Regions from separate parts of the Mus musculus genome. Here region 2 is linked to region 1. Evidence: chromatin contacts called from public Micro-C data. All regions are on one chromosome and are shown on one strand. The core of a region is the stretch at or near the end of the contact, and the rest is flanking DNA. Distances in the headings are between cores, read along the strand shown.

Region 1 (6,328 bases), core at 2,394-4,893:
CCTCACTCAGGATGATATTCTCAAGTTACATCCATTTGACTGCAAAATTTATTATGTCTTTATTTTTAATAACTGAATAGTATTCCATTGTGTAGATGTACCATATTTTCTTTATCCATTCTTTGGTTGATGGACATTTAGATTGTTTTCAGTTTCTGACTATTACAAATAAAACTGCTATGAACATAGTTGAGCAAGTCTTTGTGGGATGGTAGAGCATCTTTTGGGTATATGCTCAGAAGTAGTATAGCTGGGTCTTGAGATAGAACCATTCCCCATTTTCTGAGAAACTACCAAATTGATTTCCAAAGTGGTTGTACAGGTTTGCACTCCCACCAGCAATGGAGGAATGTTCCTCTTGCTCTATAGCCTCAACAGCATGTGGTAGCCCTTGAGTTTTTGGTCTTAGCCATTCTGACCAGTGTAAGATGAAATCTAAGTGTTGTTTGATTTGCATTTCCCTGAAAACTAAGAACTTTGAATAGTTCTTTAAGTGCTTCCCAGCCAGTTGAGATTCCTCTGCTGAGAATTCTGTTTAGGCCCCATTTTTAAATTGGGTTATTTGGGTTGTTGGTGTCAAACTTCTTGAGTTTGTTATAAATTTTGAAATTAGCCCTGTGTCAGATGTAGGGTTGGTAAAGATCTTTTCCCAATCTGTAGGTTTCTGCTTTGTCCCATTGATAGTGTCCTTTGCCTTCCAGAAGCTTTGCAGTTTCATGAAGTCCCATTTATCAGTTGTTGATCTTAGAGCCCGAGCCATTGGTGTTCTGTTCAGAAAGTTGTCTCCTGTATCATTGAGTTCAAGGCTATACTTTCTGTTCTATTAGAGTTAGTATATCTAGTTTTATGTTGAGGTCTTTGATCTACTTGGACTTAAGTTTTGTGCAGGGTGGTAAATATTGATCTATTTGCATCCTTCTATATGAAGACATGTAGTTAGACCAGCATCATTTGTTAAAGATGCTTTCCTTTTTCCATTGTATGATTTTGGCCTCTTTGTCAAAAATCAAGAATCTATAGGTGTTAGGTTAATACTACATCTTTAATTTGATTCCATTGATAAACCTGTCTGGTTCTACCCCAATACCATGCTTTTTATTACCATTGCTCTGTAGTACAGCTTGAAGTCAAGGATGCTGATACCTCCAGAAGTTCTTATATGGTACAGGACTGTTTTAGTTATCTTGAAGGGTTTTTTTTCCCATATGAAGTTGAAAATTGTTCTTTCAAGATCTGTAAAAAAAATTGTGTTGGAATTTTTATGGGAATTGTATTGCATCTGTAGGTATTTTTCGATAAGATTGTCATGTTTACTATATTAATTTTACTGTAGTCCCATGAGTATGGAAGATCGTTCCATTTTCTGATTTCTTCTTCAATTTCTTTTTTCAGAGACTAAGACTTAAGTCTTAGTCACTGAAATAGAAAACATAGCCAATTTATTACTATGGTCCATTTTATAGTTAAAATGATTTTATAATAAATTTTAAATGAACCTTATCTTAGGAGTCAAGTTCCAGGAAAACCCAAAACAAGTAGAAGCAGATTCAGGAATGATGTCTCTGAACCATCACCTGGACAGGTGAAAATATATGAATGGTTATTTGGATTTTAAACAAATAAAAAATAAGCTTTGACATTTTAAAATGTTTATCTACTTAGAAACTTGTATCAGTCAGTGTTAACTGTGTCGTCAGGTTGCAGTTTCCACATGTAAAAAATTGACAGTCAGTAGCATTTAGGAATATGTCTGGGAGGTTTAAATAGACAAGCTATGGTAGAAGGGCCTGCAGTGTCCCTGAATGTTGTCTCTGTATTTATCTGCTCCTTGTAACCATCTAACTATAGAGCAAGAAGGTTGACTTCTGAATTACTACATGGATGTGCATAAAGCTGTGGCTCCTTTTAGCTCTCTGATTGATGCTCCAGTAATGAGCTATGTGGAATGTTGTGTGGGTGGCCACAAGGACAGTCTTAGTGCTTGAAAAGTAGAAAACAGGTTCTAAAGATGTCAGGAATGTCTCATCTCACTCAGGACCTGAAAAGTTGCCCCCCACCCCCACACACACACACATACAACTTCCTATCTGTGTTTTGCCTTCTTCTTTGTGTGCATGGCATCTTATGTGCATTTCTCCTAGCCCTTGAAGTTAACTACTACTCTCATTTGTAAGCATCATGCTGGAAATCCAAGGATCCACCACCAGAGGCAACCATGAAGATGATATGCCACAAGATTGCACCTTTCTTACATCCCTCACAGAGGGACTTCTTATGGATTGGGCGCACTATTATCATCCTCTAGACACAAAGCCCATTCATTCTCTCTCACAATGAAAAGGTCAGCTCAGGAACTTTGGGAAGGTCGTGAAACACTCGCCCCTCTGGAAGGGAGAGGCTAATTAGCATTTCTCAAACTACCTATGGGTGGGGACACATTCACTGGTTGAGTGTTGCTCACCTTTAGACAAGGGAAGTCCTTCTCACCTCATTCCCTAAAGACCAATCAGTTTAAAGGGTTCACTGTTATGCCAATCATATTGTACCTAGTTGCTGATGCTCTGTCCTGCCCCTGGAAACCATATAAAAACTCACCAAACTGGTGCTGGTGGTCACCACCTCTCCTTCGGGTCTGGGACAACCCCAGAACAGTGGAACAATACATTCCTCTTGCTTTTTGCATCAATCCTGGCTCCACATGGTTCACTCAGGGGGTCCCTGGTAAGCTAAGGCTCCCTGGTGTCTTACAATAACATGCACTCTCAACAGTGATACCTTTCATCAAGCAAGCCATAAGGAGACCACAAAGTAGTCTAGAAAAAGCAATACTACTTAATTATAAATATGCAAAGGACAGAGCAGTGAGAGTTCAGAGAAGTAGAGAGAAGTAGGGGATGAGATGACCATCATCAGAGCCATGGCATGAGATATCAGAGTATCCTAGACCCATGTCACAGAGTCTCTTTCTAAGAACAGTAGCAAATATTCTGTCCTGGAAGCCATTGCCAGTATTCATGTATGCATGGGAGTAAAGGGAGCCTCCAAATTAAGTAGTCATTAAGCCAGAGGCTCAGGAAACTAGAAAGACAAGGACCTCTGGTTCTTAGTGATGAGTGTGGAACAGCTTACATGCACATAGACTTTGCTTCCATACTCATCTTGATGGTTTCCTCAGCTCTCTTCACACTGTACCATCTGTGTCCTCACCATCTTCCTATCATGGGTACTGATTGTATTATTTGGAGCCTGAGTAAGTTGAAAGCTTGTCTTCTAAGAATAATTTGGAAAATGGAAGACTCTCCATCACTCAGAGGCAAGCACTTTCTGGGCTGGCCTCCACAGTTAAGCCTTCTAAGGTTTCAATACTTTGGCTGCATAATACAGTCAAACAGAGCCCAATCAACAGGAGGAAGCCAGCTCACCAGGAGGTGAGCAGATTCACTCTACCTGCCAGAAACCTGAGATCAGTAATACAGAATAATCAGAATACCAGAGATCTCTAAAGTATCACATTGTGTAACAAGTGTGGCTGCTGCACTGCTCCTGCCTTCTCATGTCTCCTCTACTGGTCTGCTAACAGCCCTGTAGACCAGACCTCTGTGACTCATGACTCATTTGGTTAAATTTTTTATGCATTTTAGCCAGGTTTCCTTTTCTCAATTACTCAGCTGCTCCCCACTGAGTGAGGTCAGATAAGGAATGCTCCCCATACTTAGCCATCCTGTATGCAATCCCAGCAGCCCTTTCATCATTCCCTAAAGTACTCCTCTCCCACAGAAAACCTCTAGCTGCATTACACTCCTGCTTTTTCTGCCGTTGCTTCTGAACATTTTTTTGTTATGTACATTTTTTGATATACATTCCTTTATTTTTTTATATGTATGATTGTTTTTGCTTTCAAATATACATGTGTACCAGCTATGCTTGGTGACTACTGATGGCATTGGATCCTCTGAAACAAGAATCATAGGTTGCTGTTAGTACTGTGTGGAAGCTGGAAACTGAACCTGAGTCCTCTGCTGCAAGAGCATTAAGTACTCTTAACTCCTGGGCCATCTCTCCACCCATCCCCCCTATTATATTTAGAGTCCTTTGAGATTCTGATGAAAGACATGGAGCAACCACCCAGTAGTGCAGCAATGGCTGAGCTGTGTAGTTACCCTAGATCTCTGGCTAAACACTTTCTTTGTAAATGTTTCCAGAGCTCCTGACACAGTGAGTATCACTGATCATTATTGTAGAGAGTCTCGTAACAGCGCCACACTGTGGATATTACTAGACTCTTGGCAGGAAAGTAGTCAGGATACACCCTCTGGGTGCCTGGCCCTCATTCTCTTAACCTTTCTCCTACCAGGCCTGAAGCTGGGTACAAACATCCAGAAAAAATAAGACACATGGCTTGGGGAGAAGGGAGGGATTAGAAGCTATGTAATTCTATCTAATATTTGAGGCTTGGCAAGGGCGCCTATGGGATTTCATGAAAACCCCCGAAACTTTTTCATTTCAGAGCAATTAAGCAGACCCCAGCGTCCTGGCTCCACTAAGCCGTTCAGCTCTGGTTTTATTGCCCGTTTCCTGCCCTCTTGCCAGCACTAGCTCTCATCTTTGTGCTTGAAATAAAAAACCCACTCTGTTTTGGTGCCACAGAGGCACCCACAAGCAAATGTGGGCTATCTAACAGGCCCAGGCAGGCTGATGGCGCACATGTGGCCCCAGGGTCCCACAGGCACTGCTGTGTGTTATAATCAGAAACATCCAGCAGTAATTTAATAGTTCCCACCAAGCAAAGAGGCAGAGTGGAGCAGTTCCTTCCTCCATATACTTAACCCTTTGAGGAGGAAAGAAGGGTCAAAAGAAGGAGAAATTCATCTTTCTACTTGCTACCCAGGGACTTTTTGCTTCTCTTTTTGTGTATAAAGCTTCACTGGCTCCCAATTGTTGGGAAAGCTATTCTTGCTAGGATACCATCTTCCAGGGCAGTGTCCTACATGCACACAATGTTGTACTTATAAATGATAATGGGTGAGAACTAAGGCCACATCTGTCAGCATGATCTCTGGGTTACAGAGATCATACCTCTGGCCTGGACTACAAGTCTTAGGTTAGAGGAGAGAAGGTCTCTCTCACTGGTCTCATCCTAACCTGAAAATGAGTTTAGGCAAGCAACGAAATTACAAGCATGAGCTCTGGCAAATTTTGTCTTCGAAGATTATTTTAAATAAATTTCCATTTTGCTAGTATTCTTGACTAGAAACTCACCACTTATTTTTCTGTGTTGATTAAGAATGGTAGACAAAGGAGATGGCTCCATCAGTAAAGTGTCTGTTTAAGAAACTGAATATGGATATCCAGACCCCATGTTAAAAACAACAACAAAAAACAAAACAAAACAGAGTGGAGGTACTGAAGCATGTGATTACAACCAATGCTGTGTAAGGAATCAAGACAAGCAAATCCTTGATGCTTATTGGCCAGATGATCTAGCCAAATCCACAACTTCAACATCATCAGGAGACTCTGTCTCAAAAAAAAAAAAAAAAAAAAAAAAAAGAGTATATAGTGATTGAGGAAAGGCATTGACTTTTGGCCTCCATATGTATGTACACACATGTGCAGGGACACACATTCATGTCAACAACTATATACACTATACAAACACACAAAATAAGTTAATCAAAATTCAAAATTTTAAAAATGAATGGTGACAATTAATGGTAAAGTGACTTGTTATCACCACTTATCACCACTTATAGACAAGTAAATGCTGGCCAATATGAACATACATATGTGAACACACAAACACATATGTGCCCACATGTTATACCACTTCACAAATATTAATCTTATGCTACAGTATGATAAAGCTCATGAGGCTTGAAATAAGTTCTTCAAACTTGACTTCACTATTTAAACATTTTGAAAAACATGAAATGTTGAGTCACATCTGTCCCTTCCTCTGACTTGTGGCCATATTGCCTAGCAGGAATGTTTATGTCTGTTGTCTTAGACATTCACAGAGCAGCATCTTTAAACTTTTTATTGGAGCCTTTTTTAGTTAGTGCTTCAAAAAATTTCTACAGTATATTCTGATCATATTTATCCTACCATCACCCCTCCTAGATTCATTCCTGCTTCTTCGAACACCTAACTTTGTGTCCTCTAGAAAAAAAATAATAAAACAAAACCATCAAGTACAGTTTGTACTGCTTATACACTCTTAACTGTGTGGCTTTCCACTGAAGTGTGGTGGATCCACCAGAGGCACACCAGTAAAGAAAATGGCTCTTCCCTGTAGCTGCCTGCGGCCACTGGTTACTGGGTTCCTGAC
Region 2 (6,235 bases), core at 1,419-3,918, 390 kb before region 1:
CATAGCGGAGCTGTGGTTGCTCTGTGGTCATGAATCTAGCAACACAATGAGATTCTCACCCAATCATGAACTTGGCGCTACTGACAGAGCACTCACAATTTTCTGTGTCATTTCCCCTTCCCAAATGAGAGCAGCTGTCATCTCAATATCAATTACAGAATTCTATTCCTGCTACTTTTTGGATAGAAGAACTCAGGACATCCAGGTTTAGTAGTACTCTTGCTTTCTAACAGAATGTTTGACTACTCAAACCTCTCCCTGTTCTCCCAAAAGAAACATGTCCTTTTCCAAACCTGTTCTGGTTTGAACCTGAAATGCCCCCTCTGGCTTGTGATTTGAACACTCAGTTCTCAACTGTTTTGAAGGCTGGAGAGTAGCAACCCAAAGTTCCCACTGCTGCATCAGCCACAAGGGCTCCACCATGTCAGATGAAACCCTCTGAACAGTCTCGACAAAGAAACAGGAAAAAGAAAGAATGCAGTCTGAGCAAACCATGAGGAATTAGCCAGTAAGCAATACCCATCCATGACTTCTGCACAAGCTCCTGCCTCCAGGTTCCTGCCCTGCTTGAGTTCCTGTCCTGACTTTCTTCAATGATAGACTACAAATGTACCCTTTCCTCCCCTTTCCCCAAAGAAATAGAAAGGACTGAGTGAATAACTGTGAGGTGACAAACACCGTAACTAAAATGTAACAATTAGTGGAAGGAATCCATTCAGAAGAAGCTCAATGGAATTGTCAGCAACAGCTGTGGACGTTCTGGATATAATCAGGCAACAAATGATCCCTGACTTAAATCTCCTACCTCTGCAATAGCCAACTCAAAATTCATCATGAATTTAATTTATGGACTTAAAATGCAAAACCATATAGATTTAAAAAAAAATCCAATCTTGCCCAAGATGTGAGTGAATATTTGAGCAGACAGAATACATGGAAGATGCCATAACGGTGAAGACAGCCCTACTTGATCAGCTAAGGATGCAAGTTAAAACTCATGATGTCAACACATACCCATTAGAATGGTTGTGTTTGCTTTAAAAGCTGAACAAACAAAAACAGTGAGGGCACCAAGTACAGACAGCGATGAGGAGACACTAGGCTGTGGCCTCACAATGTTCAGACTCTCTGGAAAGCAATCTCACAATTTCTAAATTGCAATCATACAGCTGCCATATGTACTAGCAATCCTAGGTGCTCATTCCAGAGAACTTAACTCTCATTCATATGAGAAATGGTCTATAGTATCTTCCCTGTTAAGAGCTTAAAACTGAAGGCTGAAGGTCTTCAGTGCATGGGTGTATAAACAGAATATGGCACATATAAATCATGGAATACTATTCAGCAATAAAAAGGCAAAATTTCCTGGATGGATTTGCAGAAAATTATACTGATGGAAAGGACTCTCAGTAGGTTATATTCTGTGTGGCTGATGTCTTATTACCATTTCAAAATTATAAAATTAGACAATTATAAATTTGAGTGATTTCAAGAGACTAGGGAAGGGTTTTCAATAGAAGAACTAGGTGTGGCTGCAAACTGACCACTTGAAGGATTCCGCATCATGGAAAAATTCTCCAATTTGTCTCCATGGCAACTTCTGGGCTGTTATGTCAGTCTATGTAGTTTGGAAAGTTGTTACTGTTAGCATTTTATCTAGGCTCCGCCCCATAGTTACCTGGCAACAGCCAGGTGTGCCTGACTCACTATAAAAGGGGCTGCTTGCCCCCTCCTTTCTCTCTCTTGCCTTCTTGCTTCTGCTCTGTCCTCTTGTCCCTTACCCTCTTTCTCCCCATTCCCTTCCCCCTCTCTCTCCATGTGCTCATGGCCAATCTCTACTCCTCTCTTTCTCCTCTTCCTCCTCCTCCTCCTCCCCTCCTCCTCTTCCTTCTCCTCCTCCTTCCTCTCTTCTCTCTCTCTCTCTCTCTCTCTCTCTCTCTCTCTCTCTCTCTCTCTGCCTTTCTCTGCCTCTACAACCCTCGCAACTCCCCTCCTTATGCCCTAAATAAACTCTATTTTATACAAAACAACAAAAAGAGTATGTATCTTTAATTAACGAACTTAAAATATGACATTGGCCTTTTGCAAATTTGACTGAAAACTCCCACTCCAAAGAAGGAGGGGGGAGAGACAGAGAGAGAGACAGAGAGAGACAGAGACACAGAGAGATCTACTTTCTGAGTAACACAGTTCAAACCGTAATTGTTCAGATTCCCTTCTGATAATTGCTTTAATTACACACCTATTTCCCTCCAGCATCCCCACAGATCTTGAAAACCTGAATCGCTCTTGTGCTCATCATACAAAACATCTATCCAGCTTGCACACCTTACTCTTCTGATTATGATGTAGTCTTGAGGGGCTGTGAACAGAAATGATGGTGTGACAAGTGAAAATAGAAATTTCCAACATGGCAAACAATACAGTCTGCAAAGTGTCAGGCTGAAACGCTGCAACTGGGACTAAATGCAGGCACAGTGTCTGTGCTGGGCAGTCAGGACTGGCAGGCTTTACTGAGCTGACCAAGAGGCCCCCTGACAGGAGCCAATCAGTGTCCCACCCAGCCGTTGCCATGGCTGCTCTATGTACAGAGGCCGCTTTCACCTGAGGCGTTGCCATGGCCACACTGTCTGTTAGGGCCGCAAATGCGCAAATGCGCAAATGCGCAGAGCCAAGCTGGCTGCACCAAGCTCCCTCAGCCTGGGGCTCCGGAGCCGGAGCGTCCTGGCACTCTGCTCCAGATGACACTCTAAGATCTAATATTATTAACACCCATCATGAACAGAAAGAAGCTGCAGAAGTTGACGGACACCTTAACTAAAAATTGCAAGCACTGTAAGTAAGAACTGAATGCAAGAGTTCCTATGACTTCTGGGCCAGATCTCTTTCTACCCAGTCTCTACTTCCTGCTTCCACCAGTAATGGCCCCTCCACGCTCCTCCTCAAGAGGATCGGAAAGAGAATCCCTTTGTGGAGTTCCAACTCCTTGGGAGGCATCCATCCTACCCTTTTATAACTGGGACAAGTTCCAAGCTGCCCGAGCTCCCTCATAGACATTCACTAAATTCAAAGATCTCTTTATTTGCTTTTAAGTTAGAGAAGCAATATGGTGTGTATCTGGGAGGCATGTGGCTTCAGCTTTAGACAGGTTGAAAAGGATGCCCCAGAAAAACACCAGAATCAAGAAAGCAGCAGAGCCTTTACTTACTTTCTGGCTCTTTCTAGAGAGGAAAAAACAAAAACAACAAAAGAAAACAAAACGCTCTGAGGTCTAAGCTCTGGAAGTGTGATAAGAGATCCATAAAGAAAACAGTCGTGCATGCATCCTGAACACTTTTAAGAAAGAGACTTGCGGTGGTACAGACACTGTCTTCCGTAGAGGCATTTCATTGAAAAGTATATTGCTCAGCAAATCTAAGACGGTAAAGAATCTGTTCCCAGTTTTAGATGCTCAATTTCCAATTCCCAATCAGGTCCATAGGTAAAGGAGATCTTGCAGGTGACCACACATGAGAGCATTGTACTCAGACAGAAAAACAGCTGTTCTTGAGCTGAGAAGCAGTGTGTGGATCATTGAGATGAGGGCAGTATTGTTTGATGTGTGAATTTAGAAGCTATGTGATGGTCGAAGAGATACTGGTCACAATGAAAATGGAGAGGTCACATCTTCAAACCAGCTCCATTGTGTGAAGGTGTGGATGTGAACTTCTAATGTAGCTCTGGAGGTTTCTGGCCTAGCACCTTTATATCATTTGTATCTGATACAATGTGTGAGAATTGATGTCACGGGGGTAGTGCCCCAACTGAAAACTATGATATACTATTATACTGTGAGCATCTTAAAATTCTCAGAAAATGGCAGTCATTTAAGGTGTTTATAAATTTGATAAGAAATTGTGTTCTTTTGTGGTTTTCCTGAAATGCTTCCATTTCTGGGAGAATATATGCTATTTTGAAAATGAGTAAAAACATTTCCAATGAATACTCACAACATTAATAACTGGCACACACAATGTTTATTTGATTAAGTCTGCTTCATAAGTACACAATTCTTCACTAACAGTGACAACAACTCAAAAATAATGAAGTAAGGGTGTTTTCCCTATTTCCAAGAGCCATACACCGTCTAATACAAAATTCAATGCCAGGCTTGAGAAACCTCCAGTTGAGTTATTGACTAGGGGAATACAAGAGATTCCCAAGACAATATGGGCCTCAGCTGTTCCCTTTGTCTTCCAGAGCTTGAAAGTGAGATCCTATTGCTGAAGATGTCATACACTCAAGAGACAGAATTCCTAGAAATTGAGCTGGAGCTGGCCTGGAAACCTCCCTGAGGCCTAGCTCTTATATCTTAAAGTGTTGTGCAAGCGGCCAAGGGAGAGGAGCAACCAATCAGTGGACCTAGCCAGAGAAAGGCCCATGAGCCAGGAAAATGACTGGACAGGCACACGATCCACAGTGGTGGCACTTTTATCTTTCAAGTAACCACCAGCTGTTTAATTGGACATAGTAGGAGAGGCCTCATGTCTGGTACTATAAACCTAGCCAACTAACCATGGCTGGAAGGATCATGAACCTTAGACTAGAACCTACAATTGCCATTTTCCTAAACCAGTATAATTTCTAACTATATTCTAAATAATTACTCTTGTAGCCACAAATAAGTAGTTCTCACTCTGCATCAAGTAAGTCTCTTTTTTCAACAGTTAGTGACTATTTCAAAGATCTACAATGTGTCATGATACAAAGAATAAGGGACCATGAGGTACCTAAGCCCAATTGATAGATGTACAACACATCTATCAATCTCTGAGTCTTATTTCTAAGACTCAGAAAAAAATCAAAGAAGAGGGAGAAGAAAGATTTTAAGAGTCAGGAAACCAGGATGCTACTAGATAGCATTCCTAGACATGACCAGGAAAATGCCCTCTACTTAGTCTGGCTAAGGGTTTATCTATCTTGTTGACTTTCTCAAAGAATCAGCTTCTAGTTTTGTTGATTCTTTGCATAGTTCTTTTTATTTCTACTTGGTTGATTTCAGCCCTGAGTTTGATTATTCACTGCCTTCTACTCCTCTGGGTGTATTTGCTTCTTTTTTGTTCTACAGCTTTCATTTGTGCTTTCAAGCTGCTAGTGTTTGCTCTCTCCAGTTTCTTTTTGGAGGCACTCAGAGCTATGAGTTTTCTTCTTAGCACTGCTTTCATTGTGTCCCATATGTTTGGGTATGTTGTGGCTTCATTTTCATTAAAATCTAAAAAGTCTTCAATTTCTTTCTTTATTTCTTCCTTGACCGAGTTACCATTGAGTAGAGTGTTTTTCAGCCTCCACATGTATTGTGGGCTTTCTATCTATTCTTTTTGTTGTTATTGAAGACCAGCCTGAGTTTGTGATGATCTAATAGGATGCATGGGATTATGTCAATCTTCTTGTATCTGTTGAGGCCTATTTTGTGACTGATTATGTGGTCAGTTTTGGAGAAGGTACCATGAAGTGCTGAGAAGAAGGTGTACTCTTTAGTTTTAGGATAAAATGCTCTATAGATATTTGTTTCATAACTTCTGTTACATTCACAGTGTCTCTGTTTAGTTTCTGTTTCCATGATCTGTCCATTGATGAGACTGGTGCATTGAAATATCCCACTGTTATTGTGTGAGGTGCAATGTGTGCTTTAGGCTTTAGCAAAGTTTCTTTTATAAATGTGGGTGCCCTTGCATTTGGAGCATATATGTTCAGAATTGAGAGTTCATCTTGGTAGATTTTACCTTTGATGAGTATGAATTGTAACTCCTTATCTTTTTTGATAAGTTTAGATTGAAAGTCGATTTTATTTGATATTAGAGTGGCTACTCCAGCTTGTTTCTTCAGACCATTTGCTTGGAAAATTGTTTTCCAGCCTTTTACTCTGAGGTAGTATCTGTCTTTGTCCCTGAGGTATGTTTCCTGAATGCAGCAAAATGTTGAGTCTTGTTTATGTATCCAGTCTTTTATTCTATGTCTTTTTATTGGGGAACTGAGCCCACTGATATTAAGAGATACTAAGGAAAAGTAATTGTTCTTCCTATTACTTTTATTGTTAAAGGTGGTGTTACATTTATGTGGCTATCTTCTTTTTGGCTTATTAAAAGAAGATTATTTTCTTGCTATTTCTAGGGAGTAGTTTCCTTCCTTGTGTTGGTGTTTTCCATTTATTATCCTTTGAAGGACTAGAGTTAGGGAAAGATATTGTGTAAATTTG

What was found. Hi-C and Micro-C count contacts between places; a contact is called where the count stands out from the background.
Region 2: a contact with region 1 is called in a Micro-C map of granulosa cells, with 5 times the contacts expected there. The contact joins the promoter of Efcab1 here to the enhancer-like site in region 1. A contact is called at or near these places in 5 of 39 promoter capture datasets (the 3T3-L1 cell line, cranial neural crest, frontonasal cranial neural crest and 2 more), 2 of 484 Hi-C or Micro-C datasets (granulosa cells and uterus), 1 of 115 datasets of contacts at active chromatin or transcription factors (embryonic stem cells) and 1 of 9 other capture datasets (embryonic stem cells).

Annotation. Positions count from the first base shown.
Region 1 is chr16:15,290,843-15,297,170 of GRCm38.p6, forward strand. No RefSeq gene overlaps it. Among named protein-coding and RNA genes, the nearest start is that of Gm41423, 180 kb to the left of the region's middle. RefSeq lists an enhancer at 3,628-5,204. Within about 2 kb of position 3,644, at least 84 of the 459 cell types and tissues checked have an H3K27ac peak or open chromatin away from gene starts, as enhancers often do. A contact at or near this core is called in granulosa cells, where this site is marked.
Region 2 is chr16:14,903,978-14,910,212 of GRCm38.p6, forward strand. Efcab1 (EF-hand calcium binding domain 1) reads left to right here and starts at 2,669. Exons shown (of 6, transcript NM_025769.3): 1 at 2,669-2,835. The coding sequence starts at 2,778. All of the region lies in intron 2 of Gm33696 (a long non-coding RNA gene), which reads right to left.